Regions from separate parts of the Mus musculus genome. Here regions 2 and 3 are each linked to region 1. A link is a contact called in public HiCAR-type and promoter capture Hi-C data. All regions are on one chromosome and are shown on one strand. The core of a region is the stretch at or near the end of the contact, and the rest is flanking DNA. Distances in the headings are between cores, read along the strand shown.

Evidence for each region. HiCAR-type assays count read pairs that join an accessible place to other places. Capture Hi-C pulls out chosen DNA fragments and counts their contacts.
Region 2: a promoter capture Hi-C map of adipose tissue shows a contact between it and region 1, with 2.8 times the contacts expected there. The contact joins the promoter of Coq6 here to the promoter of Rbm25 in region 1. A contact is called at or near these places in 2 of 39 promoter capture datasets (hippocampal neurons and pre-B cells), 3 of 115 datasets of contacts at active chromatin or transcription factors (astrocytes, embryonic forebrain and memory CD8 T cells) and 1 of 9 other capture datasets (adipose tissue).
Region 3: a HiCAR-type map of astrocytes shows a contact between it and region 1, with 3 times the contacts expected there. The contact joins the promoter of Zfp410 here to the promoter of Rbm25 in region 1. A contact is called at or near these places in 2 of 39 promoter capture datasets (the HPC-7 cell line and hippocampal neurons), 1 of 484 Hi-C or Micro-C datasets (myocytes), 3 of 115 datasets of contacts at active chromatin or transcription factors (astrocytes, embryonic hindbrain and memory CD8 T cells) and 1 of 9 other capture datasets (adipose tissue).

What each region holds. Positions count from the first base shown.
Region 1 is chr12:83,630,870-83,633,714 of GRCm38.p6, reverse strand. It overlaps Rbm25 (RNA binding motif protein 25), which reads right to left and starts at 1,472. Exons shown (of 19, transcript NM_027349.4): 1 at 1,298-1,472.
Region 2 is chr12:84,360,626-84,363,470 of GRCm38.p6, reverse strand. Coq6 (coenzyme Q6 monooxygenase) reads right to left here and starts at 1,503. Exons shown (of 12, transcript NM_172582.3): 1 at 1,234-1,503. The coding sequence starts at 1,420. It overlaps Fam161b (family with sequence similarity 161, member B), which reads left to right and starts at 1,643. Exons shown (of 9, transcript NM_001358283.1): 1 at 1,643-1,779. The coding sequence starts at 1,726.
Region 3 is chr12:84,315,416-84,318,260 of GRCm38.p6, reverse strand. It overlaps Zfp410 (zinc finger protein 410), which reads right to left and starts at 1,402. Exons shown (of 12, transcript NM_144833.4): 1 at 1,087-1,402. It overlaps Ptgr2 (prostaglandin reductase 2), which reads right to left. Exons shown (of 10, transcript NM_029880.3): 10 at 2,429-2,845.

The DNA of each region.
Region 1 (2,845 bases), core at 223-2,722:
GTAACTCTCATTTTACTGATGAAGAAAATCAAGACTTAAAAAAGTTTAATAAGCACATTGTCTGCTTGAATCACAACTGAGCAATTGAATGTCTTATGAGAACACTGAACTCTTTGAAATATCTTTTATAAAAAAATTAAAGTTCTCACAAAATTACATTCGTGGTGTGAATACTCCCCGTTAAACTATCAACCTTTCTTAAATCTATATACAGGCTTACAAGAATCAATATCATACAGCGACCCTCTTACTTGTGGGGAAAAAAAACAAGAGATTTTTAAACTGAAGAGAAACTGAAATTGAGGGTGCTCACAGACAACACACAAAAAAACTGTTTATACAATACTGCCTCTACCTGATTCACCTTATTTCACTAAAGCACTATGATACAAGAGAAGCCCAATCTTTTCCCTCCTTTTGGTCGGCTTTACTCTGACCTGTATCAAAATGGCATTTCCACGTCAATATAAATCCATTATTACATAACTTCAAGATAACCTTCATACTCTTATTTCGAAAACTGTATTTAAAAATCAATACTGAAAACAAAAGGAGGGCAGCATATTTTAATATGAAGAAGGCTGGTGCCGCCTAGAATGAATGGAGAGATCCTTTACAGCATCCCTCCCAATCGGAAAGGGGATCAGACGGTGAAACTCATCACTAGCTCCAACAAGCAGGAAAGGTGCTTTAAAACCAAAAAAGTGGCCACTCGATAAACTCAAGGAGGGGTGGGGCCCGTTCTTTTGGCGGCTGGCACTAGACTACCAGACAGAAAAGAAATCCGTTGGTGGCCCGCACCTCGCTCCAAGAGTGGGCGCAGGCTACTTTCAAGGCGCAGCCTGGAGGCACTTGAGTCCTCGGCCCCGGAAACCTACTGAGAGGTGGCTCTGGAGGCCCCGAGGAGACAAGGGCCTCCGGGCCGACCGATCCTAGCCCTGGCTAAGACAGGAGCCCCGTCAGGGCCCGAGGCGATTCGCTCCCAAACTGAAACGGAAGCCAATAGACAAAGTGGGCGACAAAAAATAAAATAAAATTCCCGGAGGACCGCTCCGGCCGTGGGCCCGGCCTCCCCGGGCTCCTGGTTCACTGGTTTTTCCGAGGCCTTGGAGGGGAAGAGAAGCCCGAGCCGCGTGCCCGTCCCCTCCCCCACCCCGCCCCGTCTCCCCACCCCCCCCCACCCCCCACCCCGCTGGGCCTCCACAGCGGCCCTGGCTTCTCCGCCGCCGCCTCCTCCTCCCGCAGCTGAGGTAGCAGGTCGAGCGGTTTCCTCACGCGTTCGGAAGCGTGGACTCACCCGCCGCTAAGAAAACGGTACTGTCTTCGCGGCCTCTGGGCGTCAGGTGATGGAGTGGGGCTCCACCGGTTCGAGGTGTCTGCGCGCCGCCCGACTCTAGAGACTGGTTCCGAAGCGCCTACTCGCCTAGGCCGCAAAACACAGCCGCGCTGCGCGGGGAGCTCCTGGAGGGCTTCCTCTTGCCCGGCGTGCACTGCGCCAGGAGGCGTGGAAAGGGATAACCATAGAGAAGGTGATGCCTAGATAGTCTCCGCCGTCGCCTCTGACTCATTAAGTACAGAGGGATGACCATAGAGTGGGATTGTCTAGTGGGACCTAGAGAGGCTCGAGCTGTAAATTACCACCCACCCTGCCATTTTTGATTGGAGCCGATTGAATCTTATGACTGTGCGACGCCATCTTGAGGTCAAGGTTCCGGCTGGTTACTCGCGCGGGGCTTGTTACAGGTTTTCTCACATTTTTTGGTAGTTCGTTTTCCAGGAATTAGAACCTTGGTCTCCTGATTCTTGGAGGTTCGATGACCTGATACCTGGGCGGGACCGAGAACCTCAATAGAAAGCCCAGATGTCATTTGTTCTTCGCAAAGTACTGCTCACACCAAGAAATAACTGGCAACGGCTATATTGGGTTTTTTGGACTTTTTGTGCGTACACACACTATATCTTAGGCGAGGTAACAGGGTCAAAGAGGTAACTAGATGCTTGGTATCTTCAGAAACCTGTAAGAATATTTAATGCAACTTTCCGCAGTGTGCGAATGACTAAAAATACTAAAACAGTGAAAATGAATACTCACAAATTACTGGGTTATCCAAATTATGGAATTTATAAGCAGTATCTGCTGCTTTTGTTTCCTGTTACTCAGAAGGATTTTATAATTCGTTTACAAGGAGCTTGTCTCTCTGAAGGTGGAGAGTGAGATTTATTCCTGTCCTGGGAGAGCTGGAGTCCTGGGATAACAAATAGCAAACCTTGGTTGGTTAGTGTATTAGTCAGGGTTCTCTAGAGTCACAGAACTTATGGATAATTTCTAAATAGTAAAGGAATTTATTGATGACTTACAGTCGGCAGCCCAATTCCCAACAATGGTTCAGTCGCAGCTGTGAATGGAAGTCCAAGGATCTAGCAGTTACTCAGTCTCACGCAGCAAGCAGGCGAAGGAGCAAGAGCAAGAGCTAGAGCTAGACTCCCTTCTTCCAATGTCCTTATATTGTCTCCAGCAAAAGGTGTAGCCCAGATTAAAGGTGTGTTCCACCACACCTTTAATCCCAGATGAAAGGCATAGCCCAGATTAAAGGTGTGTTCCTTAACTCGGAGATTCAATCTTCTGGAATCCATAGCCACTATGGCTCAAGATCTTCAAACCAAGATCCAGATAAGGATCTCCAAGCCTCCAGATAAGGGTCACTGGTGAGCCTTCCAATTCCGAATTGTAGTTCATTCCAAATATTGTCAAGTTGACAACCAGGAATAGCCACTACAATCCACCCCTTGTCAACTTGACACAAATAATATCTCATGTTCACATGAAACAATAACAAGGTTGTAA
Region 2 (2,845 bases), core at 254-2,753, 730 kb before region 1:
TGTGTGAACGTTAGTAAAAGAGCTGCTGTCTTCCTTCCCCGTGACGCTCAGAAAAGAGCGAGAGAAGGATGCAGTACAAAGGAAAACATACACACAAACCTAACACAAGAGCGAGCCACCAAAATGTGAATGCTAAAGTTTCGAAGGGCCCAGAAACGGTGCTACATCATGCCAGCACTTGGTAAATATATTCCACACCATTGGTCATTAGGGAAATATAAACACAAGCCACTTCCTACGAACTTCAGAGGACAAAGAAAAAAGGCAGCAGATAGTGCTGTCAGGGTCAGGAGAAACCTGAGCATTCATCTACTGTCAATGATAACATAAACTGGGGCACTCTCTCAAAGTCTGGCAGGTCTTCAAAACATCAGCATTGCCACATAACCCAGAGATTTCACTAGAGAATAGCCTCGAGATGATCAACACTGTTCACACCAAAGTTTGCACACAGAATGTCCCTACTAGCATCATTCCTTTACAGGCCAAAAGTGAAAACCAAGCATACTTTCAACACAATTGAGGATGGCATCAGCTCTCAAAACAAAAGCTGTCTGATACAGACTCCAACCTGGATTAACCTTTAAAACAGAGTATATCTCCAACTACATAGAACTATCCGGAAAAGGTAAATCTATAGACAGAAAGTAGGAGAGTCTGTAGGGCTGAGAAGGTGAGCAGAAGTGTGGAGAGTGACATCTAATGAATTCCAAGTCTTTTTTTATTTTTTTGCTTTTTGGTTTTTTATAAAGTAAGGAAACGGTAATAAAACTTATTGTAGGTACTGAATAGCTCTGCAAAAATACTAAAAACTCATTGGACTGTACGCTTTAAGTGGGAGCACTTATAACTAGATGAATGTTATCTTAATAAAGCAGCTTTAAGACCAGGAGTGGGGGCGCGGGCCTTAATCCCAGCACTCAGAAGACTGAGGAAGATGATCTCTGTGATTTCGAGGTCAATCCGATCTACCATCCGATACTACAAAGCCCGATGCCTCTCGAGGTGCTCATAAACAATCCTGGACAGTTCTCAAGGGTCAGACTGACTTAGAAAGGCCCGCCCACTTGTGATCCCGCAGAACCCATGCCATTCCCGAGGACTCCCCTGGAAGGACAGTGAGCAAAGCACCAGGTCAGGCACGTTAGGTGTCTGGACAGCGTCCCGACCTCCACTGTGAGTACCGTCCCTCCACAGCCCAGATCCTCCAGCCCGCGGTCGAGATGCACCTACCTAAGGCACAAGCCATGGCAGAGCCCACTAGGCCTCCTCCTGACACCACCACGTCGTACACGGTGTCTGCCGAGGAGCCCGCCCATCGCTGGCTGGCAACTAGCGGGCCTCCTCTGGCTGCGAGCTGCGCGGAACTCCACCAGCGAACGCAGAGCAAGCCTGCCATGGAGCCAATGCGGGCCGCCATAATGACTCCTGCCTGCGCCCGCGCCCGGGACTTCTCCCTGATAGGTCCTGGAAAGTGCTTCCGGGGCAGTCGTCAACCTTGTGTGGTTTTAGCCCTGTCTTCAAAACCGGAAATAAAATAGTTGAAGAAAATTATCCAATCAGAAGACGCTCTTGCCTCATTGGGCGGAACAGACTAAAGACTGGAAGCCAATCCAAGGCTAAAGCCATGAAGGGGCGTGGCTAGCAGTACCTAACCGCCGGCGCCGCTGTCACGGTTGTCACTGCTGCTTTCACCTCTGCTTCTCTCTCTCTCTAGTTAGGAAGATGACTGTGGGGAGGACTGCGGGAGGTCCTGAGTGCGCCGAGTGGAGCCGTGAGGTGAGTGGAGAAAGGAGGAAGTCGGATGCCTCAGCAAGGAATCCTCAAGAGTGGAAACTGTTTAGCGTTGCCGTGGAGACAGAGTCAGGGGCGTGTCATCAAAGGGCGAAGAATTAAAATTGGCAGCGCTTGGGCACTTAGAGAACCAGTCTTGGGGGACGTGGGTCTTTTGTGTCTTGTACCAGGCTCTGATATCAGGAATCGTACTAATAACAAACCACGAATTAACCTTGAAAATCTTAAAAGCGATCTCTATCTTAATATGATTATCCAGAAAAGGCAAATCTAGGGGGCGCGTCATTGCATGGGGCTGAGGTGAGGAGAAACAGGGAGAGACTTCTAAAAGGGCTGAGGAGGTGAGGAGAGACTTCTAAAAGCTTCCAAGGTTTTTGTTGTCGTTTTAGAGTAAGGAAAACGCACCGAAACGCAGCTCTTCAAATATATTAAAATTCATTAAACTGAATGTGTTTAATGTGTTGTATCCTCTCAAACCCATTTTCTAGAAAAGAAAAGAGATGGGTTAAGCAATTTGCCCCGAAATCTCTGAAAACAGAAAGTAGGCTGGTAGTTGCCTAGGGCTGACAGGTTGAGAGGAAGATGTGGGAGGGTTAAGGGATATAAGTGACAATTAAATGCTACACTGGTGCTTCAGAGCAGAGATTCTCAATCTGTTTCACCTAAGATCATCCTGCATATCAGATATTTACCTTACAATTCATAACAGTAGCAAAATTACAGTATTAACAATGAAAATGACTATGGTTGGGGCTCACCACCACATGAAACACTGTATTAAAGGGTCGATGCATTAGAACAGTTGAGGACACTGCTTTAGAGGAATGGTGAAAATGGTCTGACTTCTACTGTGATTGCTAGATGACCCTGGCTGTTTTAGAAACTGGAGGAGAGTACGCTTTGAATGGCTCACTTGTACACTATGGACATTGTGTTTCAATAAAGTTGTTTTTAAAACGAAAGAGCCAGCATTATGGCTCAAACTTGTAATCCCAACAACTCAAATTACTAAAGCAGAAGGATAAGGAGTTCAAGGTCGCCCTTTGACCCT
Region 3 (2,845 bases), core at 153-2,652, 680 kb before region 1:
AAGTGACTCCTGTGATGCTGTTTAGATTTCTCAGTATCTTTCTGCTTGTCACTCTCCATATGCAGTTTAGTATCTCAGAATAATGGCCAGCCCTTAACGGTAAACCTCTTCACTGACATACTCCTCCCCCCACTGCCCCCCCAAAAAAAACCTTAGAAATTGTGGGATTTACCTAAATTTGACACCTACTGGGATACAAAGCTCAAATTAGAACCACATTTTCTGATGCTTGGCTGCCCTGTATCTGCCACAAAGTGTAATTTCTCAACGCCAAACACCCAGAATTGCGCGTTTTGACCTCAAACTATGTTTTATTCTCTTTACATATGTTCCACTGATCTTTGTGTCTAATGTAATGTAAATGTATGAACTCTTAACCCCAAATCAATAATATTTCACTCCCAAATGGTTCCTAAGTACATCTCAGAGCCTCATGAGCAAGTGAGATAAAGTTTAATAAACTAATTGGATCGTCTTCTTTTGAGAAACTTCAGAGAACAAGTTGAACGAGCAAAACACATCCTGGCTGCAAACACTCGCTGCCCACACACGGGCCTGAGGTGACAGGCAAAGGAGACCCCAGAGGTCCGGCTCTGGTCCGCAGACGTCCCTTCCCTATTCCAGCCCAAGGCAGAGAGTGGACCCAGGAAAGGTGCCGGCAGCCCTGGGTGAAACGCGGGCAGGGCACCGCTGTCAACCCTTCCCGCCAGCACAAAGGCCTCAGCCGAAGGCCCTTAGGTCTGCGGGCGGGCCCAGCCGCGGGTGCAGTCCGGAGCCTCCGCCCGGGGGACTCGCTGACTCCCGCGTTCTGGGGGGGCAGGCTGGTCTCCAAGCTCCCTCCCTCAAGAACAAGCAAAGGAGGAGAAACGGTGCGCCCCAGATCCCCAAAGGGGTTAGGGCCGCAGCCGCCGGGCTTCGGACCGGTCGCTCCCCGCCCGCTAGACGCCTGGGGGAGTCTGGGGGGACGGCTTCCTTGCGCCCTTCGGGGGCGAACCCGGCTCTAGATCCCCAGACCCCATAAGTGGCTTCCTTTCTCGGCGGGACCACCTACCCGAGCGGGGGTGGCTACACTAGCCTGGAGCTCACCTTCCAGTCTCGGGCAGCCGTCCGTCCGTCAGTCAGCCCCGAATCCCGTCCACACACGGCGTCTTCCGGCTCCCGCCGGAAGCAGCTCCAGAGCGGGACAGGAAGTTTGGCCGCCCCCCATCAACATACCCACTCGCTTTCTTCTCCGCCCGCGGGTGTTTCTCAGGAGGAGGCGCTGACTCTTGGGCCGCTGCTTGAGAGCGATCCTTCGCTCCCCGCTACATACACACGCATACACAGCCCGAGACACACACAGGGTTCCCTCCCGGCCGAGGAACCGCAGCGCCCCGTCCCCTCCTGTCTGCCCTTCAGGGTTCTCAGGTCCGCGAAATCTGAAACCAGGTCAGTGCAGTCTAGCCGTGACGTCACTGCCTTCCCGCTGAGCGGAGCTGTTCAGCAGGGGCCGCGGCGGCTGGGATGGGTGAGACGGCGCGGGGTGGAGGGTAGCTTTCTCCGGAGCTGAGGACCTGTGACAGCTCCCGAAACACCAAAAGCCCATGAAGAGCACCTGAAATGTTCATGGCCCAAAGAGGGACCTGGAAATCAAGCCTTGCATTGCCCCTAGGACTGGGTGTGAATTTAGGCACACGTACAGCGTTAGAAACATTTAAGAATTCTCCAGAGATCTTGGATGCACTGACTGAGGGCTCAGATAACTAAGTTCCAAGCTGGATAATAGTTCTTGTTGAAACTTTCGAGTTTGACTGCATGAAACTTAAGATCTGCAGTGGTGGCACACGCCTGTAACTCCAGCAATCCCAGTACTCCAGGAGTTCCCGGTGAACGAGGGCTACATAGTTGAGACCTTGTCCAAAAAAACAAAAAACAACAACAACAACAAAACATGATGCGGTGTGGAAGAGTAGGGGACTAAAGATAGTGCCTGTGAGATATAATGTTCTCTGAAGGCGCTCATTTTCAAGTTAGAGATAAGCCAGGAGTCTGGATGAGCTAGGGAGTCATAGTTTTGGTACAAAATGTTCCGGGAGAAAACATTTCCTCGATACAGTTTGTCCTGCGCACTGAGAAGCATGACTGTGATCCCATTTGAGGATGGCCATGACAAGGACAACTGGCCTACACAGTATCTGGGACAAAAATCTTGGGGTGGCAAGGAGATGTTTACTAGGAGCTAAAATCCTAAAATTTAAGAAAGGATTAAAAAACAAAGATTTACCAGTTACCACTATATGAAGAGATGAAGAACTGTTCAGAAAGAAAAACTGGGGTCCAGAGAAAGTATGTAAAACAAGGTTAGAACGCTGCAAAATTTGATTTAGTGGCTGCTAATTTGTTTTGCCTCTAAAATATATTGACTGTAAAAAAAAAAAGTGGTCATAAGTCATACTCAGAAAACATCTCCAGTTTTATTTTTCTAAAGGTTGAGAAAATTAAGAAAACAAATGTGATACATCAGTATATCTGGAATAGTCATGTCTATAACCATTGGTTAATTTACTTAATCCTATAGCTTTCTGGAGCTTGATTACTTGGGGCTTGTTGTGGGAAGGTACCATTGGGGATTGACCTCAGAGCCCCTAGAGTACTGATCAGTGTTCTGCCCTGACCACTCCGACTCACTTTCATCAGTGAAACTCTTAGTGATGTTTATATCTATTAGTTCTCCAAAGTATAAGCCCAGAATGGGGATACAGGCCTTTAACACTGGCACTCGGAGGCAGACAGCCAAGTGGATATCTTTGAGTTCCAGGCCAGCCTGGATTACATAGCAAGCTACCTAACAGACTCTTGTCTTTAA